Regions from separate parts of the Mus musculus genome. Here regions 1, 2 and 3 are each linked to region 4. The links are chromatin contacts, called in public promoter capture Hi-C maps. All regions are on one chromosome and are shown on one strand. The core of a region is the stretch at or near the end of the contact, and the rest is flanking DNA. Distances in the headings are between cores, read along the strand shown. Region 1 holds the start of Ppp2r3a (protein phosphatase 2, regulatory subunit B'', alpha). Region 2 holds the start of Zbtb38 (zinc finger and BTB domain containing 38). Region 3 holds the start of Rnf7 (ring finger protein 7). Region 4 holds the start of Pik3cb (phosphatidylinositol-4,5-bisphosphate 3-kinase catalytic subunit beta).

The links. Promoter capture Hi-C pulls out the DNA fragments that hold promoters and counts their contacts.
Region 1: a contact with region 4 is called in a promoter capture Hi-C map of pre-B cells, with 7 times the contacts expected there. The contact joins the promoter of Ppp2r3a here to the promoter of Pik3cb in region 4. A contact is called at or near these places in 2 of 39 promoter capture datasets (liver and pre-B cells) and 1 of 484 Hi-C or Micro-C datasets (CD8 T cells).
Region 2: a contact with region 4 is called in a promoter capture Hi-C map of liver, with 3 times the contacts expected there. The contact joins the promoter of Zbtb38 here to the promoter of Pik3cb in region 4. A contact is called at or near these places in 3 of 39 promoter capture datasets (liver, pre-B cells and stem cell-derived epiblast-like cells) and 1 of 9 other capture datasets (pancreatic islet).
Region 3: a contact with region 4 is called in a promoter capture Hi-C map of liver, with 7 times the contacts expected there. The contact joins the promoter of Rnf7 here to the promoter of Pik3cb in region 4. A contact is called at or near these places in 2 of 39 promoter capture datasets (erythroid cells and liver).

Annotation. Positions count from the first base shown.
Region 1 is chr9:101,250,323-101,254,889 of GRCm38.p6, forward strand. Ppp2r3a (protein phosphatase 2, regulatory subunit B'', alpha) reads right to left here and starts at 1,510. Exons shown (of 14, transcript NM_001161362.3): 1 at 1,340-1,510.
Region 2 is chr9:96,717,378-96,721,662 of GRCm38.p6, forward strand. Zbtb38 (zinc finger and BTB domain containing 38) reads right to left here and starts at 2,473. Exons shown (of 3, transcript NM_001359959.1): 1 at 2,409-2,473; 2 at 833-932.
Region 3 is chr9:96,475,703-96,480,121 of GRCm38.p6, forward strand. It overlaps Rnf7 (ring finger protein 7), which reads right to left and starts at 2,973. Exons shown (of 3, transcript NM_011279.3): 1 at 2,706-2,973. The coding sequence starts at 2,880.
Region 4 is chr9:99,137,486-99,142,154 of GRCm38.p6, forward strand. It overlaps Pik3cb (phosphatidylinositol-4,5-bisphosphate 3-kinase catalytic subunit beta), which reads right to left and starts at 2,726. Exons shown (of 24, transcript NM_029094.3): 1 at 2,506-2,726. It also overlaps the pseudogene Gm2773.

The DNA of each region.
Region 1 (4,567 bases), core at 260-2,759, 2.1 Mb after region 4:
CAAACAAACCCCCAAAGAACCGCAAAACTTTGTATTCCTGACCTGAGCTTTCCAGGCTGTGTAAAAGATCCATTTTTCCCCTCTCACGAGTATCTCATGCCATAAGTTTTGTCAGAAGTGGTGAGACAGCCTTTTGAATGCAATAAACGTGAATAAATTGCATGCAAATCAGGAGCCGTCTACAGATTTTTAAGAACGCTTTCAGTAATCGTCATGGAGACCAGTGAAAGAAACTGAGATAATTTTTAACGATGCCAAGGAAAGCCCTGTGTTTACTACAACACGAGCCTGCTGCCTGCTTAGCTGGACGCCCATGCTCTGACCTAGTATGGCAATTCTTAGGGTCCCTGTGCTTGATGCTCTGTTTACAAGAAACTGAGGCCAGACACTAAGGAAGAACAAAGAAAAATGCCTGGCACCAAAGAGGCGGGGGACGTTTTGTACATAACTGAAGATCCGTGGAGGAACTCTTTTCCAATTTTGAAAGGCACTACAAATCATCCTCTCCGCTTACGTGTTCAAGCATTTATTCTATGTTCTTAAACTATTTTCTACAAAGAAAATACCTTATAATTTACAAACAGCAATTTGTCCTCCCCCCTCTGCATCTGCAGACCATCAAGCGGGATAAAATTTCCCTAGGCTTTATCAGAGTGGGAGGAATGGAAATAATGTGAGCACAACACAGTTCCGATGCAACATCAACTCCAAGCCGGGCCAGCTGGTTTCCATCGAGCGGTCCCCAAGGAGAACGCCCCTCAAGCCTGCAGCCCGGCCGGCGCGACCGTGGGACCGGCTGAGGTGCTCGCAGCTCAGCCACTCGGTCGCCCGATACCTTTGTTTCAGGTGCCCCTGTGCCCAGAGTGGCTGGGATCCCGCCCGCAGCCCCGAACTGGTGACACATCCTTCTTTGGCCAAGTCGGGCCGAGGCCGGGCAGGGGGCGGGGAAGGAAAATAAAGCCTCAGCGCCTAACGACGTGACTCTCAGTTCTTCCAGAACCTTGGCATTTGCTGCCCTGCCAAGCTTTCCTGTTAACGAGTTCCCGGCCCGGGCGTCCCGCGAGGTGGGAGGCGCCGGCCATCCGGCCCCCTGGCCTCCTCCGCGGAGCTCCCGGGCCACCGTTCTCCACGGCCGCCAGCCCCGGGAGTCCTCTGGCGTGGCGTGCCTGCGCTCCACCAGGAGTCCCTTCACCGCGCGCGGCCCCTGCGGCCAGGCCAGACCCCGCCCCCGGCCCCGCCCGCCCCGGTCTCTGTGCGCCGCCCCTCGGCCTCGCCAGCCCGTGGAGGGCCGGGGGCTCCCAAGGAGAACCGGCCTAAGGCCCCGCGTCTGTGCGCCTACCTCAGTGCCCGCTGCTCCTCCTCCCGCGGCTGCCTCGGCTCGCAGGCGACGCGCACACGCCACCCCGGCTTCCCGCAGCGCGGGGTCTGGGCCGCTTACGCCGCGCGTGAGGAGCCGAGGCCTGAGCGCGCCCCGCCCAGCCGCCCAGCAGCTTAGCTGCCCGCCAGCGCCACAGCCCCGCCCACTAGCGCCACAGGCCCGCCCACCAGACACGCCCCCTCGGCCCCGGCCCCGCCCACCTGGCCGTGCTGGGTTCCTCCCACTCTCCTTCCTCCGAAAGGGGGCCCTGAGGGGCACTGCGAGAGCCGTCGCCTCGGCCGCCGCTGTGATTTACTTAGTGTAATGGAGAAGGCTATTCGCACTATTTGGGGACTGAATTTCATGTTAAGAGTATACACTTTATGATGGCCGTCATTATTTTTATTACCCTTCTTACTGTCCTCTTCGATAACTGTCCTGCTCTTCCGGGAGGCTATCCCATCTGACTACAGTCTACACTCTTACTGTGGCCCACACCAGCATGCTCCTATTCGCTCAACCCAAGTTGTGTGAATTTTGAACGAAGAGTTTATTTATTTATTTATTTTAAGCGAATTGTTAACAGAATAAAAATTGTTAAATAAACAAAGCTATGTAAAACAAATGCACAACTTAATGGAGTGTTCTGAAACATTTGCAATTTTGATTTCTTAAGCTTTGACCCTAGCTAAAATAATAAGCGAGGTTTGCTTTTACTAAAAGTGGGAAATAAATGGGCTGACTGGGCTAGGGATGTAACCCCGTTGGTATAGTAAACGAGGATAAAACCACATAAACTGGGAGAGGTAATGTATGTCTGCAAAGCTCTGCAGAGGTGGAGGAGGCTAGATAGAGAACAAGAAGTTCCAAGTGTTTGAACTTTGGTGACATTGCTGCTACTTTGAGGCCAACCTGGGCTACATGAGTACCACAGCTAAACAATAAAAATAATGCAGTTCAATTCTAAATTAAAAAGTCAATCAATCATTATGTAAGCACATAGGTAAAACAAGCAAGCCAGTCAGGGGAAGGAACAGTACGTGACATTTGGTCACGTAGAGGTGAAGAACCAGATGTAGATAAGACTTTAAAGAGCCAGGCATTAGGCAAACTGTGAGAACAGGCTCTGCGTACGTGTTTTATCTCTTCCTTTCTGTCAACATTTCTTAGCAAAACAACAGTTGCTTACAGAGTGCCTTATGTGTACATGTGAAATCATATGTGATGTGTACATACATTTAGGTATAGATGGTGCATACAAAATGTATACAATTTCACATTCTGTAGCTATGTGTAAGGTTGATTATAAGAAATATATTTTTATTTTTAAAAGAAAAATGTATATAAAATTGCCTCAAACAGGCTCTACATCCTGAGTCATTTCACCAAGTTAATCTTTTTAATAGCTAGAATGTGGTCTTCGTTGTCTTGAAAGAAGAAAAACCATCACACACCCAACTTTATACTTTCCTATTTTAAAAGTCCTTCACCATACCGCGTTGAATATCTTCTTTTGTGTCAGAACAATCCTGTGAAGAAGGAAGGGCAAGACACAAAGAAGTGACAAAGGTCACAGAACAGTTTTTGATGGTAAGGACAGGAAGTACACAGAGAATCACAGAACTTCAACACCTTACCCCCTGCCTTTACCTTTGGACTCCTGTGGGGCCTTTGCCCTCCATTTACTTACACAGTCCACTGGAATGAAAAGGACATAATCCCTCCTGGGTGTGGAGGAGCATGCCTGCAATTCTAGAAGATTAGAAGTTCAAGGCTGGCTACGGGTCATAACAAGTCAGCTAGCCTGGGCTGCATGAGAATCTGTCTCAATAAGTAGGAAGTAAATAAATAAAACCCCTGTTCCAGAAAAGGACACAATTTCATGCCTGGAAATTTGATTCAATACAATAGAACCATCCTCTATCTTAGTGAATTACCAACTTATCACAGTTATTGAACTCCAGTCTCTAAGGAAGGTGTTATGGATAGAATGTACAGTCTTTGTGCATAGTCAAGAAATAAAGAAATATTTGAGAATAAATGAGAAATTTGTTATCATAATAGAGGAATAGTCTTGAACAGAGTTCTTTTGTGGTAGGGAGAGAAAATGGTATACATTTTCTCAGGGAAGGGGACATCTGAACAACTTTATGATGAAAAAATATACAGCAAGAATAATGTCAAATATCGTATGGTTTTGTTGCAAACATACAGAGTAAAAAATTCAGAAATAGAAAGAACAAGAAATGTTGTGCACTTTCACTCAAATTTAACAATTATTACTCTTTGGCTAATTTGTTCCATCTGTATGTTTTCTTTGCTTCTCTGGGTTATTTTGAAGAAACTCATATTCAGAGTATTATTTCACCTGTAAATATTTCACTCTGCATCATTAACTGGTAAGACCTACTTTAAAATACAATCACAAAATTACTAAGGAATCTATTTCAATTAATGATTTCTAAAGATGTACAGTTTCTTAATATATGATGTGGTATTCAAACTTTCCACACATGTTTTATAAGAGCTATTTCTACAATGGAAGACTCAGGCAAAGTCCTCCCAATGCATTTGGCTATTCTCCCTCTTTAAAAAAAAATTAGAAATTTTTACTTATATGCTTATCTATCAGTGCTGGGTATTGAACCCAGGGCCTTGTGCATGCTAGCTAGGCAAGTACTCTACATAGAACCAAACTTCCAGACCCAGCATTGGATTAGTCTCTTAAATGTTCTTCATTCCTTGAACCTTAAGATTTATCTTAATGACTTTCAGGTATGGTAGATATAGATGTCTGTGGGTGGGAATGTGCATGTGGAGGCGAGTGTTCAAAGAGTCAGGAAGAGAGAATCATCTCACCCAAAGCTAAAGTTACAGGTAGTGTTGAGCATCCGGTGTGGTCCCTGGGAACCAAACTCTGGTCCTCTACAAGAGCAGTATCCACTCAACCTTCTGGCCATCCTGACAGCTCTTTGTCCTTTCTGTGGTAAAGAGATGGATGCTTTGTTCTGGGTTGCTTCCCACGTTCCATCTTTCACTGACTACACCGCTGTAGTGTTTATTACCTTTATTTCCCATGAATTGGTAGACAAGAAGCCTGGTCAGACAGGAAAATATAATATATATTGAGAAAACCAACCAGTCAGACCATATCAAAAAAACTGTCTTAGCCACCAGAATTAGCAGACAGAGACGTAAAAACAGTTGCTC
Region 2 (4,285 bases), core at 1,223-3,722, 2.4 Mb before region 4:
CATTTCTTCTGCCTCCACTCTCAGGAGTACCGTTGAGGAGTAAATTGTTTTTTTTTTTTTAAATATATTTATTTATTTTACTTATAGGAGTATACTCTAGCTGTCTTCAGACACACAAGAAGAGGCCATCGGATTCCATTACAGATGTGGTTGCTGGGAATTGAACTCAGGACCTCTGGAACAGTCAGTGCTCTTAACCGCTGAGCCATCTCTCCAGCCCCCAGAGGAGTAAATTATTAACACACTGCCTGACACATAAAGACACACAATCGTTTGACAAATGGTAGCTGTTTCTGTCACTGCCTAGGACTTCGGAACCACATATAAGTTAGAGCTTAGTGTGCTGGCCTGTCAGGACATCTGCGTGAGAAACACAAATGTCTCTTCATGCTTGCATACTCTACCGCTAGCAGGGGGCTCACTCTACAGCAAGTGGAGAAGCTGGCAGCATGTCTGCCCTGGCCTCAACCCGCCACGGGTAACAACAACAACTCAGTTAAACACTCCGGCCTTCCATCTTGTTTTCGGATCCTTACGACTTGAGGAAGCCACAGATCTATCAAGACACACACACAAAAGTTCTCATCACATCTACCAGTAGAGCTAACATGAGCTGAGCCTGTTGCCTTGAAGTTTCGTTTGCTAGTTCTCCCTCTGCACAGAGGCCTGGCACACCGTGTGTTCTTAATAACAGACTGCTTGAGAGTCGTGGAAATTTCGTAGTACACAAACCTGGCAGGTCGAACTCATGATTCAGTAACCTTGAGGATTCTTTTAGAAACTGCCATTTCTTATTTCATGCTGACTAAGGAAAGACATAGACCTCAGTTACCTCAGAACACGCCAGCCTTGACGGAGTTAGCTTCTGTGCTTTGGCAGAAATCACTCGGAAATCCTTGGTTCTGAGCCCGCCATGTCTTCCATATCAAGATCTAAGAGAAGATGAAAGTGCAGGGATTCAGGACTAGTGTCTAGGATTCAGGACTAGTGTCTAGGACTCAGGACTAGTGTCTAGGATTCAGGACTAGTGTCTAGGATTCAGGACTAGTGTCTAGGATTCAGGACGAGTGTCTAGGATTCAGGATTTCAGCCACAAAAGTCATTGCCGTTAGTATATGTGAGGTGCCTTTAGGACATCGGGAACTCCACCAAGTGCTCTCAGCGGATGGGTAAATCTCCGTAACACCCCTCAGCTGTAGGGAACAGTTCCCCATTTTACAGCTGCAAACAGTGCCGTGAACCTGTTTCTGGAGGTCACCCTGGGTGAGTGTCGGGATTCAAACCCAGGTTAACATCAGCACAAACCCAGTCTGATTTGGGTGCAAAATCCCCACCACAGAACGCTAAATTGGAGTCTTAAAGGCTTTTTTGACAGTGACCCATTTTATTACAAATGATGTTATATAAGCCAAAGGCTTCATTAAACTATGCTTATCTGTACTGTGTGCAACGGTTACTTTTTCTAGTCTTTTCGCACTATATATTCTAATCTTTTCAAAATTTTCAGCAATGACCCATCAAAGGAATTCTAATGCGTGTTTGGTCCTGGAAAAACACTGGTAGAAGGCCTATCATCCTAGCAGTCAGTCAACCGCTGCAAGTGGCAAGTTCGAAACCAGCTTGGGCTAACCTATTAACCATTCTAGGCTCCTTAACCAGACCCTGTCACAAAACACAAACTCTGCTCTTTGATCTTAGCTACTGTAAGACGCTATAAGTTTCTCTGAAACCACAACAAAACGAGTCTTTCCAGCCACGCGAACCAGAGCAAGCACTTGAGCTTCCCAATTAGGTGAATGCCCTTTAACCTTTCAAATATGCATACGCAACATAAACGGTTATCATTTAGAACCGATCATTACAAGGGTTTTCCAATCAGGCCCAATATCCAGAATGGGAACCAGGCACTTACCCACCGCAAAGCAGGAGTTATAAAGTGGAAGCGCAGACAGATTAAAATCTCAGGTTATTTATCAGCTAACCTGCAAAGAGGTGTCTAAAGGCTGACTGTTGAATTGTCCCAACGGACAGACGGCTGCAGCAAGCAGGAGCAGGAGGCCAAGGCTGCAACCCCTGGAGGCAGGGCCCTGCCTTTGAACATCCGGTTCAATTCCAGGGGCTTGGTGTCGCACTAGGATCTCATCGCGAACGGGTAGGGTCAGGAAGCAGCCCGGGTTTGCGCTTCACCGGAGGGGAGGCGCGACAGTCCCGAGCCCCAGGTGCGCGTCACTCCCCGCTGCCCCCCTGCAGCCGAGCCTGGTGGGGCGGGACGCGGGCACCTGCGGACGCTGGCTGCTCCGTAGGCTCCGCTCCGCTCCGCGTCCGCTGCAGCCCGGCGCGAGCGCTGCCCACCGGCTCCCGCCTCCCCACCTCCACGCCCCGGAGTCGCGCGGACCCCGCGCACTTACGGGGCTCCGCTCCGCCGCCCGCGCGCTTCCCGCGGGGTCCATGGCGCTTCCGGACCTGCGAGTCCGGCCGCAGCGCCGCCCAGAAAATGGACGCCGGCGGCTGGGCCCGGACGCCCCGGTCTGCCCCTGGTGCAGTGCAGGCCGGACGGTCGCTCGACCTCGGGCGCCGACGCGCAGGGCTTCCGGGACGCTGCAGGCCGCGAGGCTCCCGCACCCCCCGGCGCCACTGCGGCAGAGCCAGGCTCGCACAGATGCTGCGCAGCCACCGAGCAGGCCCCGGGCACCCTATGCAGTTTTAACCCGCACCAAATTCTGAGAACAGGGTGTCACCTGTGCTTTCTCATGGCTGTCAGGGGACGCCTGGATTATTTCCCACCATGGTATAAGAACTGTTTCATGCAATGAAAAAAATAAAAGCCACCGACTGCCCGCTGACATCCTTCCCACACAGATTCGCAGTGTGGCACCTACTGCCCCACGCACACCTAAGTGCAGGTGTTTGTTTTGAACCATCCAGCATTGAGTCTTTAGTATTTTTTGTTTGTTTTTAGTTTTTGATTTTGTGTGTGTGTGTGTGTGTGTGTGTGTGTGTGTGTGTCCTTTGGAAAACGACTCGCTCCCTGGCAAAACCTTAAGGTTTTGAAAAAGGGTATTTTCCTGGAATACAGTACTTGCCATTTATGCACCCCAGTTCCTTGACCAAACATTAAGAATATGATCATTTTGGTGAGCTGAGTAGATTTTTAATACTATATGCAAAGTAAAGCCCCATAAACGATGCAGGAAGAATGGTGTCACTTAAAAAAATGCAGAGTTGTGAAGGCTGACAGGTTGGGCAACGTGCATACACATGTAACGAGCAGTTCCCGACCTTCTCGATGCCAAACACCCTTTTATTCTCTCGCTCCATAGGCCAGTGTTCACAGATTAACTCCACTAAACTGCATGTATTAAGTAATGATTCATCTTCCCCTTAAAAAAAAAGGGAGCTTGAATGTTTTTGTCTACATAACTGCCAATGAGAACTTCCACAAGACCTGATCTAACTTGTTGGCAATGGTAGATACCAGCCTTAAAAAACAAAACTGAAGAAACTCGTGGTCTAATTGCCTGTTTGTGTTTCCATTGAGGCTTTTAGAAACTCTGAAGATGATTTTAAAATTCGGGAAAACTGGTGCACAAAGACTGGGAAGTCTGTAAGCTGTATGGCTGTGGCTGATTCCCTGGGACCGGTGGGAGGTAGCGGGCAAGGTTGGTTGGCCTTCTGGATTCAGCAGGCCTGTGTTGACAGCCTAGGTTTGTTGCTATGTACGGCCACTTCTCTGACCTTCAGCTTTGGTACCTAACATGCAATATGTTTTAGTATTAATGTCTACCTCCTAGGTGATTTTTTTAAATTGAATTAAATAATACACGTGGATCATTTACAATAGCACCTAGCATTGTAAGTGCTCTCTAACTTCAGACACGTCTGAGCATTGAAGGTTAACTATTCTGAGTTAGGGCTTCTGTTGTTTATAGTGGTTTTACATTGGTGATCTGCTAGGGTCACTTGGGACCTATGACCTAAGTCTGACTCCAGGGTGTTCGGGGAAGTGTCTTGATCAGATCCTGTCAACGGTGTGTGAGTAGTGAAACTTGGCTCTGGCTTTAAGAGTCAGTGTGTGGATGGCTCCTTACCTCTAGCGGGCCATCACAAACACTTGCAATTTTTTCTCATGGGAGCCAAATATTTCTCCAGAAGCAAGCATATTTCCTCACATTGTTTTAAGAACTGAACTATCACAGCAATGGCTTGAAGCTTATGTAATAAGCCAGTCGTTCAAAAATTTCCATCCTTCCTCATAACCAGACTCTCAATCATCCTTCTGAGTGTG
Region 3 (4,419 bases), core at 1,723-4,222, 2.7 Mb before region 4:
CACTCTTCTAGGATTTAAGCCTTGGGATGACAAAACAGCCAAGGCTGTCCCCCATGGAGCTCACTAGGAAATGGAGAAGGGAGGCAAGCAAACCACCCGGTGTGCTGATGACACCTGCGGCTGCTCTAGCTCTGGCCGCCACCTTTTTAATAAGTAGGAAACCAAAGCTCCAAACAGCCATTGTGAAATCTCTAAGTTATCACAAGCAGGCACTCTACTCTGGCTGTACAGGGTATAGGTGGAACCCAAGGGAGAGATTACCCACACTGCAACTGGGTGACAGGCCAACTTTGGAATAAGAAGGCAAATAAGGGGCTGGTGAGATGGCTCAGTGGGTAAGAGCACCCGACTGCTCTTCCGAAGGTCCGGAGTTCAAATCCCAGCAACCACATGGTGGCTCACAACCATCTGTAACAAGATCTGATGCCCTCTTCTGGAGTGTCTGAAGACAGCTACAATGTACTTACATATAATAAATAAATAAATCTTAAAAAAAAAAAAAAACTATAAAAAAAAAAAGAAGGCAAATAAATAACTTTAAGATTATGAAAAGTCAGGGCCTGAGAGATGGCTCAGTGTAAGAACTCTCAAACAGGATGTCAAGTTTAGTCCCAGTGCCCGGCCCAGGGAGCTCACAACTGCCATAACCCCAGCTCCAGAGGGATCCACGGGCTCTTAAACACATATGTCCATACCCTCCATACATGTGCATTCATTAAACTAAAATTTAACAATGTTAGGGGTGGGGTAGGTTGAGACAGGCTCTCTACATAAACCTGGATGGCCGTCTTAGAGATCATTAAGTAGACCAAGTTGGCCTTGAAATCAGAGATCCATCTTCTGCCTCCCAAGTGCGGGATTAAAAGGTGTGTGCCACCACGCCCAGAATAAACAAACAAACAAACTTAACTATATATATTTAAAAGCCAATCTCAGCCGGGTGTGGTGGTGTACGCCTTTAATCCCAGTGCCTGGGAGGCAGAGGCAGGTGGATTTCTGAGTTCGAGGCCAGCCTGGTCTACACAGAGAAACCCTGTCTCGAAAAACAAACAAACAAAAAGCCAATCTCTGGCCAGATAGACTGCTCAAAAATTAAAGTGCTTGCATGAGTTTAAGCCTTGGGACCCACATGGCAGGAGAAAAGAAGCAACTCCCAATACTCTTCTTCTATGTCACACTCACACTCACACACACACACACACACACACACACACACACACACACACACACACACAGAGTTCTTCTATGTGTCCGCCCCCACCACAACTCTAAGTAAATTTTGTTGTTTTTAAAGACAGGGTTTCTTGTGTAGTACTGGCTATCCTGGAATTTGCTGTTAGATCAGGTTGTCATGGAACTCAAGAGACCCACCTGCCTATGGCTCCCAAGTGCTGGGATTAAAGAATGCACCATTAACAACAGGGTAATAAAATAATGATGATGATGATTTAAAAAAAAAAAGCGGGCGTGGTGGTGGACCCCTTTAATTTCAGCACTCGGGAGGCAGAGGCAGGTGGATTTCTGAGTTGGAGGCCAGCCTGGTCTACAAAGTGAGTTCCAGGACAGCCAGGGCTACACAGAGAAACCCTGTCTCGAAAAAACCAAAACAAACAAAAAAGATTTATTCATTATTTGTTTTTAAGATGGGGTCCCACTACTTAGCCTTGGTTGTGTAGACCAGGCTGGCCTAAGGCGCACAGAGATCTGTTTATCTTTGCTTCTCGAGTACTAAGTTTAAAGATATCACCACACCTGGCCAGAATAAAATTTCTAAGCAAAGCTTGTGCTGCCTCTGCCCCCATGCCTCAGCCTCCCGAGTGCTGGCATTTCAGACATTCGCAACCACACTCAACCCTAAAATGGAAATCACTGCCCAGCTCCTAAGCAAGGATGAGGGGTGGAACAGCTGGATTTTAGTGTTTTAGTCAAATCAGATTCTACATAGAAACTAGTGTCTGGGTCTACAATTAAATGTAAAAAGTAAAGTTTGGGAGCCCTGATGAAGCAAGTCCAAAGACAAAGAATAGACTGTGGAATCTCTTGATGCTACGTTTAAAGTCTCAAAGCCAAGAAACGCGCACATTTTCAAACTGCAGAAATCTATTTCAACTACTCCCCAGTCGCCCTGTAAAGCAACCTCACAGTAATCTAAAATTTTATGTTTATGCTACCTGCATCTGGGTTTGCATACCAAATGTGCCTAATGCCCTCAAGGGCCATAATGGGGTGCTGGAGTTATTGGAACAGGAGTTAGAGGGTGGTGAGTTGCCATGTGGGTGTGGAAAATCGAACCCGGGTTCTCTGTTAAGAACAAGCTTGTGCTCTTAACTGTGGAAACATCTCTCCGGTCACTGAGCCTCATTTCGGTTATGAGACAGAATCCGTATAGTGGCGCAGGCTCGCAATTTCCAGTTTTTGGGAGGTGCGCCCTCCTGGGTTCTAAGCCAACCTCGGCTAAATGGGCAAGCTCTAATCCTGAGGAACGTGAGAGCATCTCAAAGACGAACATCCCAACCCTCAGATCTACGCGAGGGATCCGCTGGGAGATTTGCTGGCCGCAGGGCCGGAGGTTCCCCTCGGGTATCCCGGTCACGCCCCCTCCCCCCCGCCCCCATAGGAACCATCCCGTGTCTGGCGGCCCGGCCCGGCCCAGCACTCGCCGGCTCGGCCCAGCTCGCGGTCCCGGCTTCGCCTGCATCGCTTACCCATCACCTGGACCCTGCAGATGGCACAGGTATCGCACTCAACGTCCCAGCTCCACATGGCTACCGCGTTCCACTTCTTGAGAGAGAACATCTTGTCGCCTCCCGACTTGGAGCCTGCGCTCCCGGAGTGCGAAGAAAGGACGCAGGGTTCCTCGCCGTCCTCCACGTCGGCCATGGCGGCGGCGCAGAACGGCGACGCGGACGTTGGGCGCGGAGGCGGGAGGTACGGTGGCTCAGCGGGGCCACAACACACGCCACGGAGCCTCCCGCAGGCACGGGCGGGCGGGCGGAGCCAGACGGCGATGATTGGATGGCGCGCGCCAGTGACGTCACGAGGGGCTGGGCAAGGCCTGTACAGAGAACCCCAGCGCTTGCTAAAGTGGCCAAAGGCCAGTTGCTGTAGGGCAGGCCCGGGTCAGTAAGCGAGCATTGTCTGGAGTTACATTGTATTAAACTCGGGGGAGTCTCAGAAATCACATCGTCCCTGTCTTCATTTGTCTCCTTTCTCCCAAATGTAAAACTATCAAGAGTAGGGACAGAATTCTCATCACTGTAACCTCCGTATCTTACAAAATGGTTGGCCTTGAATTCAGATTCATTTATTTATTTATTTATTTATTTATTTATTTATTTATTTATTTATTTATTTTTGGTTTTTCGGCAGCCGGGCGTGGTAGCTCACACCTTTAATCCCAGCACTCGGGAGGCAGAGGCAGGCGGATTTCTGAGTTCAAGGCCAGCCTGGTTACAAAGTGCGTTCCAGGACAGCCAGGGCTATACAGAGAAACCCTGTCTCGCAACAAGCAAGCAAGCAAGCAAGCAAGCAAACAAACAAAATATATGTTTTTTTAAACTTTATTTTATGTGCATTGCTGTGAGGTGTCAGATTCCTTGGAAAGGACCTGGAGTTACAGACAGTTGTGATCTGCCATGGAGGTGCTGAGGATTGAACCCCGGTCGTTTGGAAGAACAGACCATGGTTTTAACCACTGAGTCATCCCTCCAGACACTACATTTGTTTGTTTGTTTGTTTGTTTGTTATTGTTCTCAGGTGACAGAGAATAGGTAAGCAGAAGGGCAAGAACGCAATGCTTAAGCAAATGTGTGCTGGGGAGAAAGCAGAGTGAGCCAGCCAGGGAAGGGCCAGGCAGTGGGCCCCTGGGACTGTGGTTAGGTCCCTCCCACCAGGCTTTGTCTCAGATCACTTGGCCAGCATTGAAGGAAAGCTTGGATGAAAAAGCAAAACAAATGTTCCTGCCTCGTGCTCAGCTCACGTCCACCGCCATCCTTCAGGCTACTCTTACCAACGGGGGTGGTGGTGTCCATCCTTACCGGTTAAGCCAATTAGAAGTATATGGGGCAGTGGCCGTGCACACCTTACTCTGAGCACTTGGGAGACAGCAGCAGGTGGATCCTTGTGAGTTATAAGGCCAGCCTGGTCTACAAATCAAGTTTCGGGCAACCAAGGCTACACAGAGAAGCCTTGTCTCGAAAAACAAAAACAAACAAAAAAGTACGAGTCCTTTATTCGTGCAGGACCAAATTCCGGCGCATGCCTCAGAGTCTCTTGGTGTCGCAGCTCAGGGATACGGTGTTTCTAAAGGCAAACCCCACAAAGACCACAACTCACATGAAAGTCAGATGACAGAACAATCTTGAAACGTTCATTTCTGACAGAACATGGTGATTTTTTTTTCCAGACGTAACATGAAAG
Region 4 (4,669 bases), core at 1,476-3,975:
CAGCCTTTTCACTGTGGGTAGCAGGAACAACAACCTACAAAACAGACAACTGGGCCGCGGTGGCACAGCCTTTAATCTCAACACTTTGGAGGCAGAGGCAGGGGAATGTCTGTGAGTTCAAGGCCACCTTGGTCTACAGGGTGAGTTCCAGGACAGCCAGGACTACACAGAGAAACCCTGTCTTGGGAAGAGGTAAAAAAAAATCATCTAGGCTACGGGATTCACTTTTGCTTTCCATATAATTTGCTGGCATATACAAAACAAGTTGATTAGGGACTGATCCACCTGCAAAAAATAAAAACCAAAGCAGGAAAACAGGGCTGGGGACATTAGCTATGAGCATCTTACCCTGTGTGAAGACCTGGGGTCAATCCTCAGCATTCACACACCGAGAGAAGGGAAGCCCGGGCAGAGACAGGACGTGGCCCAACTAGTACTGAAGTGCTTAACTAACATGCAGAAAGCCTGCTAGTTTGATTCCCAGCTCAGCATAAAACCAGGCGTGGTTTACAGGTGTATGGTGGAATCCTAGCACTAGGGTGGAGAGATGCAGAATTGCCCAGAGATGCAAGAAGCAGGAGCTACGCTGCAAGTCGAAGGCCAGCCTGAGGATAGAGCAATATTCCATTTTAGGTTTGTTTGGGGTTGGTTTTTTGTTTTTTGTTTTTTTTTTAAAGTATACAACAGGGCTGGGGACAGGTAAGCTCTGGCATAAAGCACTTCCCTGATATAAAAAGCCCTGAGTTTTAAAAAATAAAATAAAATAAATCAACATCTGACTTGTGGTCAGGCCAATGATCTTTAGCACAAGAAAAGCAACCTGATTTTTCCACTTTGTAAAAACACCCTGAAGGTGGAATGTCCTAGTCAGTGTGTGAATCACGAGGGTAAACTAAAGATGCTTCTTAAATCCTTTTGGCTTTAGTGACTACAATTTCAATTTTACCATTTCAGATTTTTGGTCTTCCAAAACTTGGGCAATAGCCTAATCCAAGCCACCCTGATCTTTCACACATTATATAGTCTTTCTACACAGTTCTGTCTTCTGCTTTCTTTTTTAAAAATCTGTGTGTGTGTGTGTTGTGTGTTCCTCAGATGCCACACATCTTATTTTTTTAGGTAGAGTCTCTCATTGGCCTAGGGTGCCATGATTCTGCTAAGCTAGCAGGTCTACCAGCAAACTCCTGGAATCTACTTGTGTGCCCCTCCCCAGCAATGGGACTACAAGTGGATGCCACCCTAACTTTTAACATCTATTCTGGATATGCCGAGTTCTGTAATCCAAAGACAAGGGAGAAAGAGGCATGAATCAAAGCCAGCCTAGTCTATAGAGTGAGTTCCAGACCACTGAGGACTAACACCGCAAAGTTCTGTCTCAAAAGATCCATAACACCGCAAGGTTCTGTCTCAAAAGATCCAAAACAAAATAAAACAAAACAAAACAAAAAAACTTACAAAGCAGTACCAAGACCCGCAAGTGATAATGAACTCCTGGAAACTCAGACTCCTTGGAGATTTCATTACGACTGGTATTCCCAAACATCCATTCAGCACTTCAGAATAAATACTCATCTAATTTAATTATGATGACTTCACCAGACAGTAAGTAACACTGCCCACAACGATGTTTACAAAAGCACTTGTCACTCCCTTCGGATGTAGCAATGCAGGAAAAAAGGAGTATGTTTCCATACTCTTCCTGTGTTTATACTCTGTAACAAGTGACAATTTAAGTGTCACTTCAGATGGGTTAAATACCAAAGTAAGTCAGGTAACATGTCCCACCACCATCTTCCACGTTGTGTAAACTCTGATTCTGATAGGATTCTTAGCACTAATTCACTCCGTACCCAAGACAGGTTTCCAAGTCAGCCTTTCCAAGAGAGAAACTACAGAATTCTAGGAAGAGACTACAGAATCCTACTCTGGCCGCTGTAAGATAACAGGCTCCTTCGTTAAGCAACTCGAGTTGAGCTTATTGCAACACTAGAGCGGTTCGGAAATAAATTTGCCCCCAATACCAACCTCTAGGAAGGAACAAGCCAGAGCCAGCAAGGATGCTGCAGTGAGCGACTCCCAAAAGCTCCCGTCCACCGAGCACTTACAGCGAGGTTAGCACGGCCTCCCGCAATCCCGGGAGGTGAGTATTCACAGTTCCCGCTTCACGTCTCCTCGGGGTATTTCAGCCAAGGCCGCGCGGGACGGGTTAGCCGCAGCACCGGGACTCTGACCGGTCTGAAACCGGAGAGCCCGGAATCGTGCGGTGAACGCTGCGCCGAAACACCTGAGGGTCCGCAGCCGCCGGGCGTCCGCACCGACACCGGCTGGGCCGTGCCGCGCCCGCTCTCTCTGTGGTCGCCCACCGGGCGCCCTCCGCTGCTCGGTGTCCGCCGCCCGAGGCCTGGGCGCCGCGTACCTCGGAGCCCGCGCTCCCGCGGCCGAGCCCGGCAGGAAGCGCCCGCCCGAGCCGCCAGCGCCGCAGCCCGCGCCGCCTCCCGCGCTCACCTGCCCCGCGCGCCGCCACCGGCTCCCGATCCCGCAGCGCCGTCAGCAGCTCCCGCAGCCGTGCCCGCCTGGCTCCGACACCCGCATGCCCCGCTCCCAGTCTCTTGCTGCCTTCGGGGCTCAGCGCGACACCCGCCCACCGCCCACGACCATGGCCGGCTCCGTCGCAGCCGCTGCACCGCCCGACGGAGCACGCGCGCGCCACCGCCGTGCCCGCGCCTGCGCGAGCGCGCGCGCGAGCCTCCCGGGCTCTCCTCCCCGCTGCCCGGCCCCGCCCACCCTCTAGGGCCAATCCCCCGACGCCCGCCTCCAGGCAGCCCCGCCCACTCACCGCGCAAGCCCCGCCCCTCGAGGGGAGGCAGCACCAGCCTCGCCCTGTGCGGCTGTCGGTGCCGCGTTCCTACTGCGCTGCCGGCGCGCTGGGGTTGGCTCGCAGAGCACTGCGGTGTCTGCAGCCCCCAGCTCGCCGCCTTCGGGAAAACCTGCACCTCCCGGTTCCGCTTCTCCGCAGACTCCCCTTTGTTCCCACGGCCCAGCTGGCCTTCCATTCCCTGCGATGTGAACGATCATTTAGATGTAAAGAGTCCAGCCTTTGAAACACTTCTGTGTTCGTCTCTGCACCACCGCAGCTGACGTTTGGCTGCCAAACCTTACACTTCGCCCAGCGCTTTTTTTTTTTTTTCTCGCCTCTGTCTCCCTGCTGTCGGGAAATTTCATGGCTCTTTAGTGAGACGCTTGAATTTCACTTACTGTCAGCCAAACCTTGGGCGCGGCGGATAGAGCTCAGCGGTAGGGCACTCACATAGCCTAAGAGGTCCTGCGTGGGATACTTGTAGTCTTTTTGTTTACATATAGTAAACCTACTGTAACCTAACGCCACTCTAACAATTCAAGCAAATACTTAAGTAGTCTAGGATAGAATCTACAAGTAGAAGGAAAATGAGACAAGGTGTCAAAACAATAGTTTGATTCTGCGGATGTAACTAAGTGATTTAAAAAAAAAAAAAAATCAAGCGTGGTGGCTAATGCCTATAAAGCTCTGCATTCAGGACCAGAAGGCAGGTGCATTGCCAGGCCAGCTAGGTTACTTCCTGAGTTGCAGACTAGGCAAAGCTGCATAGCAGGGACCCTGTCTCAAAAAAAAAACAAAAACAAAAACAAAAAACAGAGGTTAACCTATTTCACCATGCTTGTACAAGTTTGGGGTTTCTACAAGTAATTTTATGTGGAGCTTTTGAGGCTTCAGCCCATTGCCAGTGGGACATTAAATGCTTAACCCAACTGTGAAGCCCAGGTCTTTTCAGATGTCTAATGAATAGAATTCCCCTTAATATTTAGCGAGCTCACAGCCAGAAATGTCAGTAAAGGACCTTCACACGTTGATCCTCGACCCTTGTACCAAGCTTCTTCCTTCCCCTCCACCACAAGGTCAGTCTCATGTCCACCACAGAAGCAAAAGTATCTTGCACTAGACTAGCAATGGCTTTCTGACCAAGCAGAAAGGGTTGGTGACACAAGCCAGGCTGGCAGATCTGTGAGTTGAGGCCAGCTTGGTCTACAGAGCAAGTTCCAGGAAAGCTAGGAGTACACAGAGAAACCTGGAGAGAGAGAGAGAGACAGAGACAGAGAGAGAGAGAGAGAGAGAGAGAGAGGCAGACACAGAGACAGACAGAGACACAGAGACAGAGAGTAAAACAAGAAGCTTGCCAAATACCTGTGAAGTTTCTGTGAATATCGGGGATGGAAATGCTAGAATAGGAATGTACTATGACAAAGAGTGGATCGAGGCCTAATCTTTACACTGTTCTTTGCTGATAGTATTGCTATGCAGTACTTGGAAAAGCTACTCTGGGAGATTAGACTGTACACCAGTGAGTTTCGAATCGTCTGTGTGTGATAAGAGTTCTGTGATGTATTCCTCTTCGCGTTGTTTTGTCGCTAAGATCCTCACCCACTTGTCATCGGGACCTTATAAAGAATGAGTGCACTTTGGATGTATATGAATGACTTAATCACACATTCATGCTTTGATTTGTAGTCCTGCATGTTTTAAAAGCTTTGAGCTTGAAATGATACACAATAGCTTGAAAGGGTGCAAACAGAATAGTGGCTTGTTTGGCTAGAGGGTAATAATTTGAGTAGATAATTAGGTTTTCTGGTTTTC